Linked DNA regions of Sus scrofa: region 2 is linked to region 1. The links are chromatin contacts, called in public Hi-C maps. All regions are on one chromosome and are shown on one strand. The core of a region is the stretch at or near the end of the contact, and the rest is flanking DNA. Distances in the headings are between cores, read along the strand shown. Region 1 holds the start of UBE2Z (ubiquitin-conjugating enzyme E2 Z). Region 2 overlaps IGF2BP1 (insulin-like growth factor 2 mRNA-binding protein 1).

What was found. Hi-C and Micro-C count contacts between places; a contact is called where the count stands out from the background.
Region 2: a contact with region 1 is called in a Hi-C map of epiblast stem cells, with 1.9 times the contacts expected there. The contact joins the enhancer-like site here to the promoter of UBE2Z in region 1. A contact is called at or near these places in 2 of 5 promoter capture datasets (fetal liver and fetal skeletal muscle) and 3 of 47 Hi-C or Micro-C datasets (embryonic fibroblasts, epiblast stem cells and fetal skeletal muscle).

Annotation. Positions count from the first base shown.
Region 1 is chr12:25,120,601-25,123,337 of Sscrofa11.1, forward strand. It overlaps UBE2Z (ubiquitin-conjugating enzyme E2 Z), which reads left to right and starts at 1,472. Exons shown (of 7, transcript XM_021067113.1): 1 at 1,472-1,917. The coding sequence starts at 1,595.
Region 2 is chr12:25,221,420-25,224,217 of Sscrofa11.1, forward strand. All of the region lies in intron 2 of IGF2BP1 (insulin-like growth factor 2 mRNA-binding protein 1), which reads left to right. Among named protein-coding and RNA genes, the nearest start is that of IGF2BP1, 26 kb to the left of the region's middle. Within about 2 kb of position 1,397, at least 6 of the 83 cell types and tissues checked have an H3K27ac peak or open chromatin away from gene starts, as enhancers often do. A contact at or near this core is called in epiblast stem cells, where this site is marked.

The DNA of each region.
Region 1 (2,737 bases), core at 222-2,721:
CAACCTCTGTATTCCTCTCTCCATCTGTCAGAATGGACTAATAATAGTACTTCATAGGGTTGTTTAAAGGAATAAATAAGACAAAGCATACAGAGCAGTTGGCACATATTGGGCACTCAAGAAAGGTTAACTAGGGAGTTCGCATTGTGTCACAACGGAAACAAATCCTGCTAGTATCCACAAGGATGCAGGTTTGATCCCTGATCTCGCTCCGCGGGTCAGGGATCTGGTGCTGCCATGAGCTGTGTGCAGGTTGCAGATGCAACTCGGATCTGACATTGCTGTGGCTGTGGTGTAAACCAGCAGCTGCAGCTCCAATTCCACCCCTAGCCTGGGAACCTCCCTGTGCCAGGGGTGTGGCTCAAAAGCAACAACAACAACAAAAAGATTAACTTAAAAAACGGTATTTTAGCTCTCAATAAATGCTGGCCATTATCATTCAACTCCACAATCCCTTGTTGGAAAATTCACAAAGATGTGTAAACACTTCTTTATTTTAAATAAACAAACTTGGTGGCAAAATATAATCTAAAGTGAGGCTATTCGTCAGACGTATTATGAATAGTCATTATCCAAATTAGGATGAATACTCATGCGCTTTGCTGCAGAAATATCCGCAGGTTTGGTTACTGAGTGCTGCCCCTCCAAGTCCTGGTGGGAGTGGTGTGTTAGATTATGATCCTGTACTCTTGCTAGGGAGAAAAAAGAAAGATTTTTTTTTTTTTTTTTAATGGAGGGCTTGTTTTTCTTAGTCCATAGTGTTCTTTTTCATGTTATACATTTCAGTGAAGTCCTGAGGAGTCTTCCCAGGATTTAAACTTGATTCCTGCATATTCAAGGACTTGTGTGAAGAAATACTGAGCTTGGAGGCCTGATTTTCTTCTTTTTACCAAGCTTCTCTAGGTCTGTTTCATTATCTCTATGGCAACGCCTAGCAACAGTGCCTGGCATTTAGCAGGCCCTTCATAAATATATACTGGATAGACTCTAAAACGAGGTAGTTTTCCAGTCGTAGGTTCTGAGTCCTTCTTTCCTCCCGGTCCTGTTGCAGGCAGGGGGCAATGGCAGCCTGCCCTCCGTGGGTAAGGGTGCAGGAAGGATAAATCAGAGACTTTCAGACAGGAAGCGAATCAACTCCTCTACTCGGCGCCTCCCTACAAGGAAGCTGAATCCCCAATCTTACCCCTCGGGCACGTCTCAGGGTCGCCTCTGTAAATGGGGGAAGTGGTCGTCCCCTCCTCTCTTTCAACACTTGGAAATAAAACATTCCTTGCCATTGGGCACTCAACTGCACCTAAGAGTCGGGACACGCCTCAGACCCTCCTCCCGCAAAGCGCGGGCCCGACGCAGGCCCAGTTCTCTCTTGGACGACGAGCTCCGACCCCCGCCCGCCCTGGAGGACTGTGGGTGGACGCTCTTGCAGAGCGCCTCTCGCTGGTCGGGGCGGGGGTGGGCGGAGCCAGCGCCACCCGGGCCGTGGAAGCGGAGGGTGGGGACACTCTGGCCCGGCTCTCGGTGGTGCGGGAGCGGGAGGGAGCAGCGGCCGCTCTGGTCGGCGGACGTGCAGCCGAGCAGTCCCGGAAGCGAAGGAGCGATGGCGGAGAGTCCGACCGAGGAGGCGGCGACGGCGACGGCGGGAGCCGGGGCGGCGGGCCCCGGGGCAAGCGGCGTCGCCGGTGTTGTTGGCGTTAGCGGCAGCGGCGGCGGGTTCGGGCCGCCTTTCCTGCCGGATGTGTGGGCGGCGGCGGCGGCAGCGGGCGGGGCCGGGGGACCGGGGAGCGGCCTGGCTCCGCTGCCCGGGCTCCCGCCCTCGGCCGCTGCCCACGGGGCCGCGCTGCTTAGCCACTGGGACCCCACACTCAGCTCCGACTGGGACGGCGAGCGAACCGCGCCGCAGTGTCTACTCCGGATCAAGCGGTGAGCCGGGGTTTTTCCTCCCCCAGCCCGAGCTCCGGAGCTCGACCTTCCCCGCCCCCCACCCTTTCCCACTACCCCCCCCCCCGGCCGCCTCCGCGCTGCCCTCGCAGCAGCCCAGCTCCGAGGCCCACGTCTCGCCTGCCCAGAGTGTCGGGCTACCGGTCCCCTTTCCCCCGCCCCCAGTCCCACACGCACCAAGCCCCTCCTCGGGTGCCCAAGTCCGACCCCGCCCCTCGGCAACCTCCCCCGAGCCCTACGCCTCCAGTCCGGACACCCTCCCCCATACCTTCCGACCTCCCGCCCGAAACCCGACCTTTGCGCGCCTCAGTAACACCCCCTCCCGCCCACCGCGCCGCCCCTCTCCCCCCTTCCCCACCCCAGGCTTGCTAGATGCTGCCCGGAGGCCCCACCCAGCGGTCCCCTGCGTCGTCTCCTCCGGAGCCCCGTTTGTAACACACAGCTTGCTTTGCCGGGCCTGGGACTCCAGGCCAGCCTGGCTATTTATTCCCGGCCTCCTCACATCCCTTCCACTTAGTTCCCTCCCCAAGTCTCGGTCACTTCCCCCAAATGCCCGAGGTCTTCCCTTGCACCACTTTTCCAGAACCCCAAAAGCTGTCTACTCGCACACCTGTTCCAGGAACTCAGGCTTCCTCCTCCCCACCCCCCCAGTCTCACTTTGGCTTGTAATGTCCCACGCAAGACTTTCTTTTCTGTGTTCTTTTTTTCGCCTTGGGTCATGTAGTTCACTTTCTGAAGCAAATAGACCCAAGTCAAATATAGGAACAAAGGCCCAGGTCCTTTCTGTGCTTATTTCTTGGGT
Region 2 (2,798 bases), core at 147-2,646, 100 kb after region 1:
TCTCTTACTGTCCCACTTAACTCCTTAAGCTGTTGCTCGGATGCTGTCTCCCTGTGGTCTCTCCTGGAATCTCCCCCTGGGCCTGAAGAATGGTCACGTGGTCCCTGTGGCCCTCGTCCTCTGCTTGTCCCCAGCAACATTAGAAGGAGCATCCTTTCGGAGTTCCTGTTGTGGCTCAGTGGTTAAGGAATCCGACTAGGAACCCTGAGGTTGCGGGTTCAATCCCTGGCCTTGCTCAATGGGTTAAGAATCCGGCATTGCCGTGAGCTGTGGTGTAGGTCGCAGACGCGGCTCGGATCTCGCGTTGCTGTGGCTCTGGCGTAGGCCGGCGGCTACAGCTCCGATGAGACCCCTAGCCTGGGAACCTCCATGTGCCAGGGGAGTGGCCCTGGAAAAGGCAAAAAGACCAAAAAAAAAAAAAAAAAAAAAAAAAAAAAGAGGGAGCATCCCTTTCGTTGTGTATCTGGGGCACTGCCCCAGAGCCTGGTAACTACCCTGCTGGTCAGGGCAGGCAGAGGGGGTCAGAAGCCACAGGATATTGGCATCCCAGAAAAATGGTTAAGCTGGTGCAACCATTGCCTTCATTGCCAGGGGCTGGAGGCTTCATCCTTTCCCTCAACAGGTTTATCAGCTCTGGGGTGAGGGGGAGAGATGGCTTGGGAACCTCTGGGATTCTCTTGCTTTTCTGAACAATGGGTATTGAAGTTTAGGGTCCTGCTTGAGTGTGGTACCTGATTACCTGCAGTGGCTCCACTCTAACCCTGTGGAAGCCAGTGGACCCAGGAGTGCTGGAGTGAGGCCCTTTGGTTATTCCTGGGAGGAGGGGATGCGGGGTGGGACTCTAGGCTGTGGTGTTTCCTACTATTTTCCTCCCAATGCAGAAGCCTAACCATGTTGTTCTCACAGGTAGTGGCTCATTGTCAGTCCTGCCTATGCTAGTCTGGACACCTACCTATATTAGGCTCCTGGGGACGGGGACTGAGCCCGTGGCATGGTGGGCATTTGCTGTGCTTCGAGTCCTCACAAAAAAGTCCTACCCGTTTTCCACAGGAGGAAACTAAGGTACTGAGCAGAGAAGTCAGCAGGATCTCTTAGCTTCCACCCGATCCCCCAAATGCTCAGCGCAAGCCCCCAGCACGCTGCCCTGGCCCAGCTGGCACTGGGCATCCGGAAATGGGTAGGGTGAATGAGTTACTCAGGGGTTCCTGGAGGGGAGTACTAGGTACAGTTCCCAACATGGCCCCATGTGCTTTGAGCCTGAAAGAAAGGAGGTAGCAGCATACTTAATACAAACCAGGCCAAGGGCTTAAAAGACAAAGGTTCTCCATAGCCTCTGTGGTGTCTTTGTCAGGGTTGGGGGCTTTGCTGAAAGGTTCAGAGGCATGAAGGGGCCTGGCCTGGGTTCCCAGGATTGGGTGTGTGTGCCCTAGAGGGGTGGGGGAGGGCTGCCAGGATGTCTTTCATTGGTCGGGTGTCCCTGCCCTCCTCCCCCTCCTTCTCCTGGAACATTCCAGACATTCCAGACTGCCATGGCTTTCAGGATATGGATTAACATCCCAAACTGAGATTTGATTTCACCTCCCCATCCCCTCCCAGCTCCTCCCTACCCTGCAAAGAAAACCCCTAAAACTGAGAGTTGGGCTTTGGTAGAGGGTATTTGTGACCTTTGACCTGAGATTGTAGGAAGGGACACCCTTGAAAGGGTGCTGAGCTTGTGCAGGGGGCTGCTTTCAGCCCTCCCTGGTGCGGACTGCCAGGCAGGCCGCCACAGTGGGTGCTGTCCCCGCCATCCTTCTGGAAGAGTTTGCTTGAAGGGAGGTCCTCCCTCTGCCTGGCCAACCCTGTCACTGGCATGAAGGTAGATGGGTGTTCTCAGTTGGCCAACGGTGTTCTTCAGGAGTCTGGTTTTCTCTGTGTGAGGACCCCTGGATTTTCTTTGCCTATTTCATGACGAAGCGTGTTTGTATGGGAAATCCCACGTGCTGGGTCATGCAGATGCTTTGAGACTTCCTCTTGGCCAGTGAACTGGATCCCAGGAAGCTGGCCTAGTTTGGGACCTGAGGACCTGGAACAGGACTTGTTTTCTCACCTTTGTCCTTTTGTCCTGATCTAAGGAAGTTTTGTCTAACTTAGATCAGGTTCATGAACCAGCCAAAGCAGAGAGCCATCGACATAGATCCTCCAGCGCTTGTGCTACTTTCTCCTTAAGCTATTCCAACCTGGATAGGGATTTCATTAATGCATTTCCACCTTCAAAGCTGCAGGGCAAGAAGGGCTCTTCAAGACTCTTCCGTTTTTGAAGACACTTGGTCACAGGGATGAAGCCAAGATGGGAACATTTACAAGGAGAACTTGGCATCCCTTCCCTCGGTCCCATGTGTTCTCCGCACCCCTTCCCTCTAGCTTGGCAAGAGCCGCTGTGGACTTGACCTAGGAATACGGGGCCCGAAGTCAGAACAGCCAGTCAGGGGCAGTTTAAGGGCTAGACCTGGACTTCCTTGCCTCCCAGTTTCATTTTCCCTCATGCCGCCAGGATTTTGTTGGGCACCGTCCCTGATCTAAAGAGTTTGTGTACAAGGAATATGCAAGGACGTAAGTGATAATTGACCGGTGAGAATCAAGTCAATTGAAATGTTTAAGCTCAGGGATTAGGGCATTGATTTGGGGGGTGAACAAATTAATTGCTCTGGGAATCAACCTTGAACCTTGAAAGCCTTCCTCAGGGAAAATTTTTTTAAGGGGCATTTGAAATTTGGGAAGGAGAAAGGGTAGTAAACTGGGAGGAGGGAAAGGGGTGG